3 separate regions of the Mus musculus genome follow, and all the other regions are linked to region 1. Evidence: chromatin contacts called from public HiCAR-type and HiChIP or PLAC-seq data. All regions are on one chromosome and are shown on one strand. The core of a region is the stretch at or near the end of the contact, and the rest is flanking DNA. Distances in the headings are between cores, read along the strand shown. Region 1 holds the start of Wiz (widely-interspaced zinc finger motifs). Region 2 holds the start of Fkbpl (FK506 binding protein-like). Region 3 holds the start of Skiv2l (superkiller viralicidic activity 2-like (S. cerevisiae)).

Region 1 (2,902 bases), core at 270-2,769:
AGTTCCAGGACAGCCAGGACTACACAGAAACCCTGTCTCAAAAAAAAAAAAAAAAAAAAAAAAAAAAAAAAAAAAAAAAAACCAACCAACCAACCAAACAAACAAACAAAAAAACCAAACAAACCAAAAAACAAAAAACCCAAAAAACTAAAGAGGAGGGCTGGGGCAGAACTCAATGGAACAGCTTTTGCAGAGTATGTGCAAGGGCCTACGTGCAATCCCCAGTTCTATAAAGAACAGAATAAAACAAAGAAGGAAGAGGGGTGTAAGGCCACACTACTGACTTCACCCCTCAGGGTTTTGAATTTCCCATTCCTAACATGAGATACTAAATAACGGAGGCTCTTCCGACAAAGGTTCTAAGTATGATGTGAATTGAGAAGACAAAGAACTTGGCATGTAGGAACCACAGAAGAGGTGCTCGGAATTTATTAGAAGGCCAAGTTTTGGGGGACCAGCCACACCAGATTCCTGTTAAGTCCTTAAACATACCAGGCTCCTCCCCTCTGCAGGGCCTTTGCCCATGCTGTCCCGCCACCTGCTGGGCACGTCCCACCACTCATTCTGTGCTGTGCCTCAAACACCACTGTGTCAGGTGGCTTTTCCTGGAGCGCCCAGCCATGGTCCTGGCACTCAGTTTAATATCTGCATAGCCTGCATAACCTGCCCTTATGACATCTGCTCAGTCGTTCCTTGTCCACCTTCCCTTCTGGAATGCCAACCCCTGGAGGACAGGGACTTTTGTCTCTTTATGATTATTTCCCCAGCACCCAGAACAGAAAGTGGCACAGCAGGTGCTCAGTGTTTAATAAACGAACAACAAATTGTGAGGTGGGGACAGTGTGAGCTAGCCTTGTATGGGGTAAATCAAGATGGAAAGAGGCAACTCGAATCTCCCCAGACTTTACCTTACCACTAGAGGGCACTCGCTCAGGAGCTCCACTCCATCAAGACTGCAAGAAGGAACAAGTGGGCTTTGGGCAAAGAGCTCAGGGTACTGACATGGGATTTGGATACAGCTGGTGTCCAGCTTAGAGAGGAAAGCCAGGACACTACAAGTATGAATCCCAGTTTCTTACATCCAGTCATGGGCTCCCAAGACATCTGTTTTCATAAGGGCAAACTGAAAAGCGGTACGTGGAGCACTAAAGGAGGCTATGTGCATCGAACAGAATTCCAATTGCAACTCAGCCCCTGCTGGGTGGGGTGACCTGACTCTCTCTGGGCCTGGGGGACCAAGTGGGAAGCTTCTTTAGGGCCACAGAGCCCTCTTACCAGAAATGCCACTTCTGCCATCCAGAATGTCTCGAGGGCCTTCTTTGGTGATTGGCAGGTAATGAGAAGATGGAAAGATATCACCTTCCCCCTCAGCAGCCTCAGCCCCACTCTCGATGTCCTCTCTTGGAGCGGGGCCTCGAGGATGATCCGGGGCAGCCAGGCCACCTGCCAGTAACCCCTCCATGGGTGCCAGCCGTGAATCTTCACTCAGTACCTGGCAGGTTCAGCAGGACATTGTGGGCCTGGAGACAAAGACAAGGAAGACCTTAAGAGAGTAAGAAGAGAATTCTGTTTGTTCTCCCCTCTCTCAGAACCCTAGTCCTCTCCTTCAAAGCCTATGGCCTCAGTTTGTCTCTTAGTTGAAGTGAGGGGTTAAGTGGTGTTGAGGTTCCATTCACTCCTATTATAATCCAATCACCTCTACTGGGAGCGAGTCTCAGTACACTAAAGCGTTCTCTTTCCCCAGCTTCTTCACAGCCTCCATTCACCACAGTTACACACGCACATTCAGTCACCTCAGCCCTCCCTCATCACTCCTTCCACCTCCACCTATTCCTCCCATGGCTCACTCACAGCTTCACCGTGTCCAGCTGCTTTCCTGTGACTGCATAACCTACAGCCATGCCTCCAGTTTCCAGGGTCCCCGCTCTCTCCCCAGTGCAGGGTCTCGAGGGCCCCCATCTTTGCCCTTATACTTTACTCACTTCTGTTGCCCCGTATCAATTACCCCTACACTTTTCCAACATTCACATCCTTCTCCCTACCCAGGAATGTAGGGTTATTAACCCCTTAGCCTCTCCACACGCTCAAGTGACCCCACCATTAACCCTTTCCCTTCTCTTAGCATGATCTCTCATGCATACCAAGCCTGGGCTCCTCCACCCTGCCACCTTCCAATAGTATTGCTTGCATCCTCCACCGATATTGGTTGTTCTGGCCCGAGGATGAAAAGGACCGATGGGGCTCCTGTTTCAGAAATAAGGACCCTGGGGGGGAGGAGGGCGATTGTCCTCTCCACCTATAAATACCTTCAAGGTAGAGCAGAAAGTGAAGGGCAGGAATGAGGCGCTCTCCCCAGGGAGATGGTGGTGAGGCCCGGCCCAGGCAACCGGGGCGGGGCCGGGGCTCCAGGCCTGGTAGCAGGCGTTGCCCTCGAGGGCCTGGGCGCTCCCGGGGGGCCCTACACAGGGTGGGTTGACAGTCTTGGCTGGAGGGGTCCCTGCCCAGGCCTGGAGAAAGCACCTGCGGGTGCCCACTCGGGTAGGCACTGCTGGCGGGGATCGGGCAGGACCGCAACTTCGGAGCACTTTGGCAGCTTGGGGAGGGGGCTCCAGTCCAGATGGTCGTTCCCTACCCCACCTCCCGCAGGGGTCGCAGAGGTAGGGGCGGCGCTGCGCGGACGCACCCTGCGGGGAAGCCAGGGTCCCCAGGATGCGCCCTTCGCCCGTGCACCTCGGGGCGGGAGACCCCGCGGGACGAGCTGAGGTGGGGGGGGAGACACCTGCCTCGAGACCCCCGATCCTCCCCCCACCTGTACAGCCCCGCCCCCTGCAGGCCCCGCCCCTGCAGGCCCCGCCCCTCCCCCGCCCCAGGGGGTCCCGCCCGGCCCGACCGGGCCCAGGCC
Region 2 (2,795 bases), core at 201-2,700, 2.3 Mb after region 1:
AGCAAGTGTTACAAAAGCAGAAACTGGGGGTTTGGTTACCCCTGAATTACATTCTCTGGGCAGTCAAGCAGATTTACAAAGGCAGATGGCAGCCTTCCTGATCTCCTGGCTACACTTTTCTGTGTCATTAGGAAGCCCAGCAGTTTCTATTATCCTTAAACCAACTTCACTTTCTGAGCAAGTTGAAGCCCAAGGTCACTTTTCCAAGGCAGGTTAGCAAAGCCTGGTAAGAGGAGAGTTTCCGACAAACAAGTGGCTCCAAAGGGCAAAAGACACTTAGATTTCAATGAATTCAGGTGTGTAACTATTTACTTGTCTTCCTAAACTGCTACGCAAAGCTCGTTTGTAGGCTATGTATGTTTAAGTAAGAGTTGGGTCAGAGCCTCTTGGTTTAATTATTTATTTAATATCTCCGAGGACGTTTGTTAGTACACGTATTCTTTTTATATTCTAATCAGTGTAAAGCTTGTCAGTATTTCTTTTACCCTGTATCATCAATGAAGCTCTGGGTGTGATCCACAGTACCACATAAATCAGGCACAGTGGGGCATGCCCGTGGTCCCAGCATCCTCTTCTACATAGAGTTCCAGGCCAGCAAGGGATACACATGACCCTGTCAATAACACCAAGAACAACATATGCCAAAGTAAGGTGCTTAGATAATAAGGGGTTCTCGTTCCCGGAAGAACTGTGCTGGTCCAGCCGGTGCAGGCAGTTTGCCCAGCAAGGCTGAGTCACAAACGGGATCTATCTACACCTTCTGTAGGGAGGAGGAGAGCTGTTCTCTGCCGCTCCTCTCACTGGAGCATGGGATACCAGTTACACACGAAATATATAGGACAAACTAAGCTGGTGCGGAATGAGGTCACTGAGGGATCACACTGCTAGCGGGCTGGAGCACTATCCAAGAATCGCAGGCTCCATCTGAGAGTTTCGAAATCCAGGTCTGCAATTTAATATATTTTCTCATGATGGACATGCTCATTCGAGTTTGAAAAACACTACGATTCTGGATCAGGGGGCTCAGTTGAAGGGCAATGATGGATATGTGGCAAAAGTCAATCAAGGATGAGCCAAAATGGACAGGGGTTGATTTCAGCTAAGATCTCTGAATTTGGGTATAATAACAGGGGAGGGTCTGAAAGCAGCTAAAATCTCAGCCTTTACATTTGAACTGAAGCTCGAACTTAGGGTCTTTACGCATGCTTGGTAAAGCTCTCTACCACTGCTCTCTCTTCCTCAGCCCAAGTTTCCCATTTCTGGCCTTTTTACATTTTGACTAAACCAGTCAGCCAGATCTTTGTCAACCTCGGTTCGATTTGGCTAATTCTATTGCTTAGGTCTAGTCCGGTTGCTAAGGTATGGCGCTTCACGGTTGCTAGGGAAATGGCGTCACCATAGAGGCGGGACAAGGAACCTCTTCGTGCTCCTGATTGGCCGTCGTGTTAGGGACTAGCTTCTCCGTCTCTGAGGGCTCGAGAGCTGATAGAGACTCTCAGCTGCTCCCAGGCTGCCCTTCCAGGCCTCAACATCATACACAATGCAACAACTGTGACTTAGGCCGTCCTGCTATGCTCCTTGGTCTCTCAGGTACTTTTTGACCCGGTCAAGTGCCCATAGTTGGGGCGACTACCCGAACCATGGGGAATTACAGAATTTATAGTTCTAAACTAGACCTGGGTGGATTCTAGCTTGGGAAGGGGGGAAAAAAAGGAGAAACTTTTAGCACTACGAGGAGTCTTAACTAGGAATTCTGGAATTTACATGGTTTCGGTTTTTTGTTTGTTTGTTTGTTTGTTTTTTTCACCTGCTCAGGTCTGAACTACACTTGACCCATCACTTTCCAGACTAAACTGTTCTTTCCTTTATCTGTTGTGGAAGGGATCAGGAGATCCAATGGAGACCTCACCTATCAGCCCAATGAACGAGAAGAACACCGCTCAGCCGCAGCAGCGGGAAGAGAACGCCCAGCAAATCTTAAATACAGCCATTCCGTTTAGGCAGCGGTCCCCAGGTCTTCTCCCTGAAGCCCTGAAGGTGGGAGTGAGACCGGATCCAGCCAATCAAATTGTAGAGACTCAAGAGATTGAACATCCCGTGGCTGGATTTGAAGGTGACTCTGATCAATTTCAAGTCTCAACCAATGAGATGGCAGAGCACCTCCAAGCTTCTGATCTTTGGTACTGTCCTGATGGGAGTTTTGTAAAGAAGATCATAGTCCCTGGCCATGGCTTAGACAAACCCAAGCTAGGCTCCAAATGCCAAGTGTTGGCTTTGGGATTTCCTTTTGGATCTGGGATGCCAGAGGGCTGGACAGAACTAACCATAGGCATAGGACAATGGAGGGAAAAAATGTGGGGGGAACTCATGGAAAAATGCCTGGAGTCTATGCGTCAAGGTGAGGAGGCAAAGATTCACCTTCCTGGATCCTCTGCACCTCTTGCTAAACTCAGACTGGATTCCTTCACCAATGGCCGGGACTCCTGGGAGATGGAGGCTATGGAGAAGGAGGCTCTGGCCAAAGAAGAACACAGAAGGGGTACAGAACTGTTTCGAGCTGGGAACCCTCAAGGGGCTGCCCGATGCTATGGACGGGCTCTCCGACTGCTGCTGACGTTGCCCCCACCCGGCCCTCCCGAACGAACTACCCTTTATGCCAATCTGGCTGCCTGCCAGTTGCTGCTAGGACACCCCCAGTTGGCAGCCCAGAGCTGTGACCGAGTGCTGGAGCGGGAGCCGGGCCATTTAAAGGCCTTATACCGAAGGGGGGTTGCTCGGGCTGCCCTCGGGGACTT
Region 3 (2,829 bases), core at 131-2,630, 2.5 Mb after region 1:
AGAGGCTCTCATGAAACCCATGTTTGCATCCAACTTGATGTGTGTGTGTGTGTGTGTACACATATCCCTCCCCCTCTCAAGTGAGGGGGTGACAAGCATGAGCTACCAACACCTGACTATCATGCAGAGCCAGGGATCAAAACCAGGGCTTTGTGTATGCTGAGCAAGCGCTATACCAAGTGAGCTATGTGCTCAACTGAGAATTCGCATTTTAGAATTCTTATTATTTGTAGTAGTATGTGTTAGTATGTATAGGTCTGTGTGTAATGGGTGGACATGGGTACACGCATGCACACATGGCAGTCAGAAGACCACATTGTGGAGCTGGCTCTCTCGCTGCCTTTACGTGTGTCTCATCAGACTTGCATGGGCAAGCGCTTTAATAGGCTAAGCCAGTGATTCTCAACCTTCTCAAATGCTGCCACCTTTTAATGCACCGGTTCTCCTGTTGTGCTGACCACAACCGAAAAATAATTGTGTTGCTACTTATTAACTGTAATTCTGTTACTGTTATGAATCTTAATGTAAATGTCTGGTGTGCAGGATATCTGATATGTGATGTGACCCCTGTCAAAGGGTCATTCCACCCTCAAATGGGTAGTGAATCAAAGGTGGAGAATCTCTGGGCTAATAAGTCATTCTGCCAGTCTTAAATTTTCTGCTTCTTTTCTTTCTGTTTTGGGGATGAGATCTCACTACATAGCCCTGGCTGGCCTAGAACTTGGTATGTAGATCAAACTGGCCTCCAATTCAAGAGATCTGCCTGCCTCCACCTCCCAAGTGCTGGGAATAAGGGTGTGAGCCACGCCAGGCTTCAGTTTAAAAGAGCCAAGTGCTCTGAGCTATGCAGAGAGAAGGAACCTCCTAGGAGGAAAGATACAGGTGAAGGGGCAGCTCTGAGAGCTCGCGTCTCCAGCACTCCCCGCTCCGACCTACTGGAGTTCCAGTAGAGTGGGATCTGTCCAGCATGAGCCGGAGGCCAAGATGACAGTGTCAAGCTACATCCTCCTGTGAGCAGGGTGGAATTTCTTTTAGGCTCATAGGTCAAAGGTGAGGGTCAAAAGTCACTCACAGTGCTCTCTGGAGGCCCTGGCACGTTCAGCAGCTCCCAACGGCCAGTGCACCCCACTTCCAGAGCTCGAAGGGGTAAGTTCAGGGGATCTAGGGGAGGCAGAACTACAAGGGAAAGGTCACAGGTTAAAAGCCACAAGTCATTCCTGTCTACTAACTAGTCCTTTCCGCGGACCCCCCTCCCTCCCCTCCCCTCCTCTCCTCTCCTCTCCCGTCCACTCTCCTCCCCTCCCCCTCACCGAGTCGCTCCGTCTCCATCATCCTGGAGCCGCGGCAGCTCCCGAGCAGCCCGGAAACTCAGAGTAACCACGGAGCCGGCCCCGCCCCGAGAAGGGCGGAAGTTGAAATTACTTCCGACACGCCCCCTCCTCCACCACTCCCCGCCGGGAGCGTGGGCGAGAGCGGCGCCGAAGCCTGACTCGGAGCCGGGCAAGGCCGGGCGGAAGTCACTGCGACTCGCCGCCTTGGTTACCGCGTGTCCCGCCCCTTTACGTCATCGCCGCGAGCCAGCGCGCAGTAGCCCGCGCGGCGGCGCCGGAGACCGCGGGCCCGGGCGCCGCCCCCTCAGGTGAGGGCTTCGTCTCACATCTTTCGCGCCTTCCCCGCGCGGCCCCTGGTTCTTCTTCCTCCTCCTCTGGTTGCCCAGATAGCGCTACGCGGGCCCGGCCGCCTTCTCTGCCCATCGGACCCCGAGGTTGGCTGACCTAACCCCATTGGGCATGGGGGTCGGGAGCCATCGCCTTGGCGTCGCAGGGAGTGCTTTCCCTTCTCCGGGCTGAGGTACCCCAAGGCTCTAGTGTCTGGACCTTGGACATAGGCGGGAATGCCGGTTGATTACCATAAACAGGAGGCTGGACAAGCAGCCTCGGAGGAACGAGGGGTTAGGGAAAGGCCAGAGGCTGGAGTAGGCGGGCCTGGAGGTTGGGGTGCATACAGGATGGACGCAAGTTGGACGACGTGTGAATTTTGAATGGTGACAGTAGAGAATGATGTCTTGGGTTCTGCCCTTGAACCAGGAGCCAACATGTTGGTGATACCTCCGGGGCTGAGTGAAGAGGAAGAGGCACTGCAGAAGAAGTTCAACAAACTCAAGAAGAAGGTAGGAGTTAGTTAAGCGTGGTGGCCCGGCTTCTCCAGACTCTGGGGACACCTGGGCTGACTGTAAGGCCATGGGAGTCCTCCTGCCTCCTACCGGAAGGGGACCTCTCAGTGGAGCTTTGGCAGCATCGTCCAGTCTTATTTGAACCCTCCCTCTTCTCTGGTCATCCCCAATGGAATTATCATCGTCCCTGTGGCTTCAGTACCACCCAGAGCCTTGTGAACCATCAAATGCCCAAGTAAATGTGCTCCTCCTGTCTGCTCTACCTCCCTCCCTTCGCTTTTAGATAACCAACTGCATTTAATAGGCCTTAAAATCTCTCATCTCTGACACACCACTCCACCTCAGACAGGGTCTCACACTTAGCCCAGGCTGGATTGAAAATATGTGGCTTTGGGTAGCCTGGAATGGCTCTGCCTCACCTCTGGCTTCTGTACTATTTACACAGCAAAACATTTGTCAAGTCTGTCGATGGTTTCTAAGTTCCTCTTCCACTTTGTCCCCTACCACTACCCCTGGCAAGGATCTCAGTATGTGGCCGGGTTGGGTGGGTTGTTTTGTTTTGTTTTGTTTTGTTTTTTCAACTCCTGGGCTCCTGGTATCTTCCTCCCTAAGCTTCTCTCAGGAAGTGGAACTCTAGGTGCACAACACCGTCCTCA

The links. HiCAR-type assays count read pairs that join an accessible place to other places. HiChIP or PLAC-seq counts read pairs in DNA pulled down with a chosen protein or histone mark.
Region 2: a contact with region 1 is called in a HiCAR-type map of astrocytes, with 2.3 times the contacts expected there. The contact joins the promoter of Fkbpl here to the promoter of Wiz in region 1. A contact is called at or near these places in 3 of 39 promoter capture datasets (the C10 cell line, cranial neural crest and pre-B cells) and 1 of 115 datasets of contacts at active chromatin or transcription factors (astrocytes).
Region 3: an H3K4me3 HiChIP or PLAC-seq map of embryonic forebrain shows a contact between it and region 1, with 4 times the contacts expected there. The contact joins the promoter of Skiv2l here to the promoter of Wiz in region 1. A contact is called at or near these places in 3 of 39 promoter capture datasets (hippocampal neurons, liver and pre-B cells), 1 of 115 datasets of contacts at active chromatin or transcription factors (embryonic forebrain) and 1 of 9 other capture datasets (pancreatic islet).

Annotation. Positions count from the first base shown.
Region 1 is chr17:32,386,298-32,389,199 of GRCm38.p6, forward strand. Wiz (widely-interspaced zinc finger motifs) reads right to left here and starts at 1,520. Exons shown (of 11, transcript NM_001372227.1): 1 at 1,276-1,520. The coding sequence starts at 1,462.
Region 2 is chr17:34,643,364-34,646,158 of GRCm38.p6, forward strand. It overlaps Fkbpl (FK506 binding protein-like), which reads left to right and starts at 1,451. Exons shown (of 2, transcript NM_019873.3): 1 at 1,451-1,590; 2 at 1,882-2,795. The coding sequence starts at 1,897.
Region 3 is chr17:34,848,824-34,851,652 of GRCm38.p6, forward strand. It overlaps Skiv2l (superkiller viralicidic activity 2-like (S. cerevisiae)), which reads right to left and starts at 1,381. Exons shown (of 28, transcript NM_021337.2): 1 at 1,311-1,381; 2 at 1,073-1,176. The coding sequence starts at 1,332. Nelfe (negative elongation factor complex member E, Rdbp) reads left to right here and starts at 1,568. Exons shown (of 11, transcript NM_001045863.1): 1 at 1,568-1,765; 2 at 2,088-2,170. The coding sequence starts at 2,096.